Regions from separate parts of the Sus scrofa genome. Here region 1 is linked to region 2. The links are chromatin contacts, called in public HiChIP or PLAC-seq maps. All regions are on one chromosome and are shown on one strand. The core of a region is the stretch at or near the end of the contact, and the rest is flanking DNA. Distances in the headings are between cores, read along the strand shown.

What was found. HiChIP or PLAC-seq counts read pairs in DNA pulled down with a chosen protein or histone mark.
Region 1: an H3K27ac HiChIP or PLAC-seq map of alveolar macrophages shows a contact between it and region 2. The contact joins two enhancer-like sites. A contact is called at or near these places in 2 of 5 promoter capture datasets (fetal liver and fetal skeletal muscle) and 1 of 2 datasets of contacts at active chromatin or transcription factors (alveolar macrophages).

Annotation. Positions count from the first base shown.
Region 1 is chr1:131,248,133-131,252,933 of Sscrofa11.1, forward strand. It overlaps EIF2AK4 (eIF-2-alpha kinase GCN2), which reads right to left. Exons shown (of 38, transcript XR_002345552.1): 34 at 2,121-2,218; 35 at 550-618; 36 at 38-82. Among named protein-coding and RNA genes, the nearest start is that of SRP14, 9.0 kb to the left of the region's middle. Within about 2 kb of position 2,124, at least 2 of the 83 cell types and tissues checked have an H3K27ac peak or open chromatin away from gene starts, as enhancers often do. A contact at or near this core is called in alveolar macrophages, where this site is marked.
Region 2 is chr1:131,027,526-131,032,172 of Sscrofa11.1, forward strand. PLCB2 (1-phosphatidylinositol 4,5-bisphosphate phosphodiesterase beta-2) reads left to right here. Exons shown (of 32, transcript XM_021097762.1): 31 at 34-120; 32 at 437-4,339. The coding sequence ends at 637. Among named protein-coding and RNA genes, the nearest start is that of ANKRD63, 2.8 kb to the right of the region's middle. Within about 2 kb of position 1,941, at least 5 of the 83 cell types and tissues checked have an H3K27ac peak or open chromatin away from gene starts, as enhancers often do. A contact at or near this core is called in alveolar macrophages, where this site is marked.

The DNA of each region.
Region 1 (4,801 bases), core at 874-3,373, 220 kb after region 2:
TTAAAGGCCATCATGTAGAGGAGTTTGTCTTGCTTACCTCTAATGATAAAAACTGTAAGATTGTTTCCTTGGGTAGATCCACCTGTTATACACAAAAATGTACATCATGTCAGGGAGCCTAGCAGCACATATGGACTTGAGACTGTGGTGTCACTCTGGATGGAGCAACGTGAATGGGATGCTGCCTTGCTACTTTTGGGCCCTGGTTAAGAGATGAGACCTCAGCCCTGGTAAGCTAATATGCCCAGTCTCCTCACATTCCATTGGAAGGTTTGACACTGTTATCTGAAACATTTAGGAAAATGATGATTTTCGTTTTCACTACCCACCCCCACCACCTTTCAGGGGAAGAAAGTAGGAATAACAAAAAACCTCCCATTTTCTCCCCACTTCTTTACAGATTTAGACTACACGTGGTTCACAGCAGTGGTAACAGGCTTGCATCCCGTTGTTGCTGAAGCTGAGCAAAAGAGCCCTGACCTCTGAGGAAACTACTCTGATAGCAGAGCAAAAGTCATCCTCAAACTGTTGTTAAAGGACGTGACTTACAGCCAAAATTTCAATTTCACTGCTTTTCTGATGTAAGTTGGCAAGGGAGGTCTGAAGTCGAGTTTGTACCTGACAAGAAGAAAAGGTGTCAGAATTCAGAATCTGTTAAAGTGACCATCTTTCTTGCCATTTCTTTTTTTTTCTTTTTGCCATTTCTTGGGCCGCTCCCACAGCATATGGAGGTTCCCAGGCTAGGGGTCGAATCAGAGCTGTAGCTGCCAGCCTATGCCAGAGCCACAGCAATGTAGGATCCGAGCTGCATCTGCACCCTACACCACAGCTCACGGCAATGCCGGATCCTTAACCCACTGAGCAAGGCCAAGGATCGAACTCGCAACCTCATGGTTCCTAGTCGGATTTGTTAACCACTGCGCCACGACAGGAACTCCCCATTTCATTTTTTATTCCAAGAAACAGTCATGGGTGACAAACCAAAGCCTAGAAGGGATCCCAAATATATAACCTAAGGACTTGTTTTTAATCCAATTCGGAAAGATGATTGTCTAACTTATTATGATCTTGGGGGAAATGAGATTTTATAGCCTATCTTGATCATTTGTTAACTAATCCACCTAGCTGCTTATTTATAATTTTGAAATGACACCTAATAGATGCTCAATACAGTCAAATAGTGCGTGTGGAAGCAGGGAGATTTTAGTACTAAGCTAAATTTAGAAAAACAGGAAGGTGACAGTAGTGGGAACACAGAACTGAAATATGTTAGAAAGTTAATGAAAAATGAGTTTCCACCCAACATTCTGAGAAGCCAGCCAGGAAAGCTTACATAATGAGGTAACCTGATCTTTTGTATTTCAGTCTAATCCCATTTCTAAATAATGACTGATCTCTTTAACACCCTCTTCCCAAGTGAGGCCAGTGTCACAACCCTGCTCATTAGCCTGTCTGCACTGTCCTTTGTGCCCTCCCTTCCATTTGAAATACCCTCTTCTTTCCTCCCTGCCTGTTTAAATCCTTCAGGGATCACCTCCATGTAGTCTTTCTTGATCACCCATGCAAACGCTGACCTCTGTCTCTCTCTCATGTCTATATCACTCTCTAACACTCATTAATTCAGCATCCTATGACTTATGTCTTCCTATTCTCTAACTCAATAATGCATATGCTTCTAAGGATGCAAACTCTTCAAGGACTGGGGCAACATCACATCTTAATCTGTTTTACCTGGCACTTAGCACAGACTCAGGTAAATGGTGGAAACCGGAAACATGTATGCAATGAGAAATCTGCCTCAAGTTTTCTGAGAGATGTCTCTTGTTATTCACAACAAAAACAAACCCCACCTGCAATTAGAGCCGGATCAGAAAGTTTCTGTTTAGATCCACTAATTCTGACCAACAGCTGCTTTTAGGTGCCTACAGGGTATACTGACGCCTCTTTGGAGGACAAACGGGGCAGAATCCTGGCACCAGGGATGCTTTGTGATGATGAAATTTTCAGAAGCCACCAGGAAGTGGGAAGAAAAACATTTCCAGGAAACTGCTTCTTCTTTCCCTTTCCTGTTTTCTTCCTCTGTAGCTCACATTAGAAAGCTGAGGAAACTGACCACGTACCTGGGTTTCATATCGCCTCCTAGTGCTGGCTGACAGCTTCTCTGGGGCTACCACGCTCACAATGGGAACAACTGTTGCTCCATGGATTTCAAACAAACCTGAAAGAGAGTTTTAGAACTTATGGCCTTATATGGTCTCACTTTGTTTTTTTTTTTGTTTTTTTTCTTTTTGCCATTTATTGGGCCGCTCTTGCGGCATATGGAGTTCCCAGGCTAGTGGCCTAATCGGAGCTGTAGCCAGCCTACGCCAGAGCCACAGCAACGCAGGAACCGAGCCGCGTCTGCAACCTACACCACAGCTCACGGCAACGCCAGATCTTTAACCCACTGTGGTCTCACTTTCTGTAACACACCACAAAGATGACAGCGATGATTAGAAAACACTGGAGGGTGATTCTATGGACTAGATTCTATCTGAGCCTTGTTTTCTATCTCTGCAACTGCCTTCACTTGCTAAGAAGCCCAGAACTCCACCCATCACCCTCAGCTGTTTTGAAGCTTCTGTCAAGATCACCAGCCTTCTCTCCATAGGTGGGAGGTGACAGGCATAGGGGAAGCATTATGAGTCAAACCTCATGAACCTAAGGGAAAAGAAATCAAACTTAATATGCCCCAGACTCTAATACTTATTTAAATTCCTCAAAAGATTTGAAATCTGATGGTAACAGGAAGTCAGTGCTAACAGAAATGGACCCAAAAGACCCAATTCTTTTAAAGCCAAATATGTCTTCCTGTTCTTCATTGGGAACATTTTCAATCAGGTTGACAGATGTGAAACTAAAGGTGTAACTATCACTACTGTTCCCTCTTGGCTTTCTTGAAAACAAACGTATATAGTGCCTTTCCATAAGGCATTTCAAAATACTTGTCTTCAATCTTCTGGATGGGGAAAATTTATCCACATTTGATCTATACAATAAACTGAATTGAAGGGAGATTAAACCACTTGTAAAAAATAAGACAGGAAGACAGAGCTATATCAGGATCGGAAGAGTTGCCAAATTCCCAGTGGTTTCATTTTCTAAGATGTGGGTTTCAAAGCATAGGGATGAATTCAGTTTGGTAAAATTAATTGTATATATGTTACTTAAAAATATATATTTCTTTTTTTTTTTTTATTTTCCCACTGTACAGCAAGGGGGTCAGGTTATCCTTACATGTATACATTGCAATTACAGTTTTTCCCCCACCCTTTCTTCTGTTGCAACATGAGTATCTAGACATAGTTCTCAATGCTATTCAGCAGGATCTCCTTGTAAATCTATTCTAGTGAAAAATATATTTCTGATGCGGTGACTTAGCCACAGTCCTAAGTATTTAGAGCAAATGCACACAAGCATTGTTATGTTTAGATTACAATTAGTAATTATACCTGAAGCATTAGAAAATGACCCCTTCAGACTTTGTACTGCAAGATTATCGGAACCTTCTCTAAAAACAAGCAAACAAAAACAATTAGAATAAACAGTCAATGAGACAAAAGCAACACAGATGATTTATAGTGAGCTATACTTGGAGGCTTTTTTTCTATTAAGTATAAAAATATTTAATAACTTTTGGTTATTAGTGGAGGAATAACAAAACCAAAAAATTTGCACTCAATTATGCTTTGGTTAAGAGCAAATAAAAATGATAAAGGATGTCATTTCAAATTAACATTCTAACATTCTCATTTATTCAGCTGGGTTTGAAATTCTGGCTCAACATAAAAAGCTAATTTCAATGAAATATAATGGTGCTCTTTCTGCTCCCCTTATAATACAAGGAAACATAAGCAATGCCCCACCTTCATTATGGCAGCAGCCCTGGAGATCACCCACAGGAGAATGTTTAGTAAATGAGATTCTTTCAAAAGCTGTGAATGGATGTTTTTTCAAAGACTGAATTAATTTATAGCCTTTGAGAGACACAATGGCACTCTATCTTGGGAAAAAAGGGGAATAATCATTCACATGGAGGAACAACTTTAAACCTTTCCCTGCTCAAACTAAAGCCCATCTAGCCATTTAAGTGTCTTAATGTTTGTCTGTACTAATAGTCACTATTAGTTGACTATTTTTTGTTTTCTCTGCCTTTGATTTGGATCCTTAATTGTAATACCTGGTGACTTCAAGAACATATTCCCTTAAAAAAATCCTAATGGTGAATTTATTCAAGCTAGGTGCAGAGGGGCACCGGTAGGGGCCAGGGAGGGAGAAGCTAGCAAGGACATTTATTTTATATAAGCCAAGATTTCTCAGTCTTGGCACCACTGACATGGTGGGCCAGATAATTTGGGGGTTGGGATGGGATCAGTTCTGTGCACTAGAGGGTGTTTAACAGCATCCCTGGTCTCTGCCAGATACTAGTGGTACCTCCTGTTGTAACAACCAAAAATGTCTGCAAACATTGCCAAATGTCCCCTGGAGAGGAAAATCGCTACTGGTTGAGAATCACTGATCTAAGTTCAAAAAAAAAGTAGAGTACTATATTTTCTGATTATAGCCAAAAATATGAGTTACAAATATATAGAAAAAGAAAATTAAAGATCCCTCGTAATTCCACTAACCAGAAATAATTATAATTGAAAATATGGTCCATCATTACAGACATTTTTCTCTGTATGGACTATATATATATATACCTTGGTTGAAACAAAAATGAGATCATACCATACATCTTATTTGTGGACATCCTTCCTTG
Region 2 (4,647 bases), core at 691-3,190:
TGTCCTGAATCCTTGCTTCTCCCTCCCGCCCAGATGACAGAGAATCTGGAGAGGCATCAGGAGAAGCTAGAAGAGAAGCAGGCAGCCTGCCTGGAACAGATCCGAGATATGGAAAAGCAGGTGACAGCAGGGACCACTACCCTGGCCCACCTCCAAGGAGCTGCTGGTCAGGAGGTGGGAGAGGAACCACCCGCCTCTTCCCAGAGGGCCAGGGCTCTGGTTCCCTCCCTGGGGTCATGAGGCAGCTCTGTAGATCTCTTTGCTAGGTTGGCACACCCTCTCCTGAGAGGCCCCCTGATGGGCTCCACTACCCTCCACTCTGGTCTCCCGGGAGGTCTGAACAAACAAGTCATGTTCTGGTTCCACAGTCCAGGGGTGGGGTGAGTGGGCAGGTAGCCCCTCCTGAACCAGGGGGTGGTTCTTGCTGTCTCCACAGTTCCAGCAGGAGTTGCTGGCAGAGTACGAGGACAGGATGAAGGGTCTGGAGGCGGAAGTGAAGGAGTCAGTGAGGTCCTGCCTCAGGGCCTGCTTCCCCTGGGAGGAGGACAAGGCTGAGAGGCCCTGTGGGGTTCCCACAGAGCTGTGTGAGCAGGACCCACTCACGGAGAAGGCAGACACCCAGGAGCACCACCTCTGATACCCCCACCCCACTGGGACATTGTGCAAGAGCATTCATCTTTCTCTGGGATGTGGCTCCATCTCCCCTGGAGGAAAAGGCCCGGGCACACTGAGGCTGCAGGCAGCTGGGGCTCCCTTGGATGCCAGAGCCCCTTCCTCACAGCCAGGCTAAGGAGAAGGCAGGAACCAGATGTCATCTGGGGCCCACTTGGGGCCTAGGGGTCCTCTCAAGCTGAGCTCCTGCTCTTCATCTGAATAAGCATCATATTTGTTGAGGTCAAAAGAATATGGACTGGGAGTTCCCACTGTGACTCAGTGGTAATGAGCCCAACTAGTATCCATGAAGATGTGGGTTCAATCCCTGGCCTCACTCAGTGGGTTAAAGATACGGTGTTGCCGTGAGCTGTGGTGTAGGCTTACAGCTGCAGCACCAATTCGACCCCTAGCCTGGGAACTTCCTTATGCTGTGGGTGTAGCTCTAAAAAGCAAAAAAAAAAAAAAAAAAAAAAAAAAAAAAAAAAAAAAAAAAAAGAAGAATATGGACTGGGAGGCAGGAAATGGGGATCTCGCCCCACTTTGCCTTTCTGAGTGTGCCGTTCTGTGCTGAGCTTCCTCGCCTGGAGAGTTAGGCCTGAAGACCTGGAACCTTAACTCTAGCATCTGTAGTACAAGCATCTCTTGGTCCAAACTCCAAATCCTCCTGCTCTAAGGCAGGCAGCTCACCCCGGCTTCTTGACCCCATCACAGGCTTGCGATGAGTTGGCCTCCTTGTCAGCTGTGTGATACAGAGACTGACACTACCTTCCAGCTCCCTGAGGACAGTTGCTCCCGCAATGCATGTGGGATGGGAGGCTGTGATGGAAAAGCTGCCTCAGCTGAGCAGCCTGGGGCTGGGGGTGAGGGAAGAAGGATGCCTTTTGTGCTCTCTCAGGCCCAGAGCCTGACCCACCCCTTTTCCTAGACCTGGGGTTGGGGTGGGAGGTACTTCCCTACCTGTGCTCCCACTCAGGCTGCTTGACAAGGTCAGCACCATTTTCTCTCCTGACTTTATGAAGTTTATTTATTTTTGTCTTTCTTACTCCTACTAAAGAGCTCTGTCTCAAGATTTCCTGCCTAAACATGGCACCTGCTCTATAGCTAAGAAATGAGGGGCAACAGAGCAGAGTGCCCCCCCAACCATGAAGTGAGCTGGGGGAAAAAAATCCTTGAGAGCTGACTAGACTTGAGGTCCCTTCTAGAGCCCAGTGGAATGAGCCTGCCTCTGGGCTTGAAGAGGATTCACTTCCCCTCTGCCAGCCCTGAGGCCACAACCACTGGAAAATGATGTCACTCTTCCGGGCCATTCCCCACCACAAGTGGCCTTTTCTTGTCTCCACCCTCAGGGCTGAAGCAGAAGAGCCTCATGCAAAGGTGGCCCCACCCTTTTGGGGGAGTCACAAGGCTTCAGGCCACCTGCACCCCTTTAGGCAGACTTAAAGGGGCTGGATTCTCAGGCCCCTGTGGCAGTTATGGTTGACCCCAGCACGCACTGTAGAGAGGCTTCTGGGGAGCTGTTCACTGCATCTGTGGCGGCATGGTCCCAAATCCTAAAGGAGGACAGACACTGGCCTGGGAGAGGCTGGGTGGGGGTTGATTCTGGGAAGAGGTGGTTTTTTTTTTATCAGAGAGTTCTAGCAAATGCCATTAGCCCTGAGCACCTGGGCCTTCAGAAAATAAACAGGAGCTCCCTCCCCCATTCCTCTGGGATGCTAGCAGCCCCTGGATACAGGGTGAGGCTAGGGGACCTGCTCATTCACAGAAGTAAGGCCTGTCACTGATCAGCCTGCACGCAGCTGAGGGTGGGACACCTCCACCCCAGGGCAGTGCCCAGTCTTCAGTCCTCCAGCTGGGCACTCAGCTGCCCCGTCTCCTCCCAAGCCAGGGGTAGAGAGGGATGAGGACCCAGGCCTAGAGTAGCTCACTGACCTGGGCATGGGGGCATGAGCTAGTGCCAGCGCCAAATTGGCCCCACTGGGCAGCCCCTGGCTTTGGCCAGTGACTGCTCCAGGGGAGGCAAATGCCTTCCCTTCATCCTGTAGCCAGGCTGGGCAGGGTCTCTGGGCCTCCAGTTTGGAGCTGGGAAGCCCAGAATTCGGAAGGGGATGCAATCCTGCCTCTGGATTGCACAGCAGGCTGGGCTTCCTAGGAGGCCAGGGCAAACACCAACCTCCCTGCTGTCTGTCCCCTGGAAAAAGGTAGGGCGCCCCTGGGAAAATTCCATAGCCCTTGGGCCCTGGAAGTGAGTTAATCTCTGGCCGCAGGTGGTGTGCAGAGGAAGAGTTGATGCCCTCCCTCAGGGCGCTGGGGCAAGGGATGGGCACTGGGTTCTGTCCCCTGCTGCAGATTCTGTGGGGCTGGGGCCAGGTTCCCTATCCACTAAGTTTCACTTTTGCACAGAGAGCAGAGCCCCTACCCCCTTCCCAATCCCACCTGCCGACTCAGATGCGAGAGTCCCCTGCTGACTCACCCTCCCCTCTGCGCACCCCCCAACACCAGCTCTCTGGATCTCCCAGCCACGTGCCACCAGGCCCAACCCTGATGAGCTGGTGCAACGTGACAGGGTGAGGGGGCTGGTGACACTTGAGGAAGAAAGGAGGGGGCCGGGCGGGGCGGGTGGGGGTTGCTGCAGACAGAGTGACAGACTGCAGACCCAAGCCGCCTCTGGGGGGAGGCCCTTTTGCCAGCCCCGGGGCCTGCAGTGGGGGAGGCTCAGCAGGTGGGAGGGGAGGGGCGTGTGGAGTGCCTGCCTGCCCCCTGCCTGCCTCGGCTGCATCTCCTGTCAGCCTTCAGCTCTCTAAGCGACAGCTTCTAATTCCGGCTGTTGGTGCCTCTGTGCTCCGCAGCAGAGTCGCAGCTTTTTTTCATCTTTGCTATTTCTTTTCTGCTCAGAACATATTGAGCCCACAGGCAAGTCAGAGCAAAGGCTCCAGGGCCTGAGACCTGGCAATACCCCCTGCTCCCCACCCCCCCCACAGGTCAGCCAGGCCAGGACTGGGATGGCACTGCTAGCTGGAGCAACAGAAAGGGCTGCTCCTTCCAAAGAGGACCCTGCAAGAGGACCCAGCCTGGCACCCTCTTACAGACCAGGTCCTGCCCCAGCTCCTCTTCTTCCCTGCACTGTCTCTATCCGCCACAGAAAACAGGGACATCAGTGAGGCTGAGATGTCTCTGGGAGGCTCAGGGAGGAGGGGCATGGCTCTTTGGGACCAGTGCCCCCTTCCATGTTCCTGCTGCTTCTCTCCTCCACCTGGAGGTGTCACTGCCTGGCTTGTCAGGCTGGCCTGCCACACACAGATTCCTAGGGCGCCCCCTCCCCTAGCCCTGGAAACAGTAAGAAAGGAAGAAAGAAATTTCCTTCATGCTACAAAAAAGGGAAATTGAGTCACAAAAGAAAGAAAGCCTTCTCTTCTACTACCTGAGTAAACAGGGAGAACGTTTCTACATCCTTCCTGGAGTTGGAGAATCTATACCCATCCTGGGTGACACTGAGGAGGGACTTCCAGGTCTGGGAGTGGGATTGGGCTTTTTGAGCTCTGAAAAACTGTGCAGCTCTTTTCCTGACACTCTCCAGCTTGCTGTTGCGTGCAGTCAGCAGGGCTGGTGTTATGGGTTTCCTTTTGCAGATGAGAGAATGCAGGCCTGGAGCCACACTGCTAGTAAATTCCTTCAAACTAGGACTTAACTCTGCTGTCAAATACTGTGACCTTTCTGTGACACCATGAGAGAAAATCAACCAAAAGGAAAAAGGGGGGGGGTTCACGATGTACACACACAGGCATCCATCACATGCTCCCCCCAGGAAAGAGAGGAGGGGGAGCCCCTGCTCCATGTTGGCATCCCTGGAGCCAGGGAGCTGGAGAGAGGAGAGGAAGGCTCATGGAGCAGGGCCTCATGCCCTGTCTGCCCCTCCCTCATCTGGGCCCACTGGCTTTTCCCAGAAGCCATACCTTCCCTCAGGCAGACCTGCTGCAAAGCTTCTGATTACTGCTG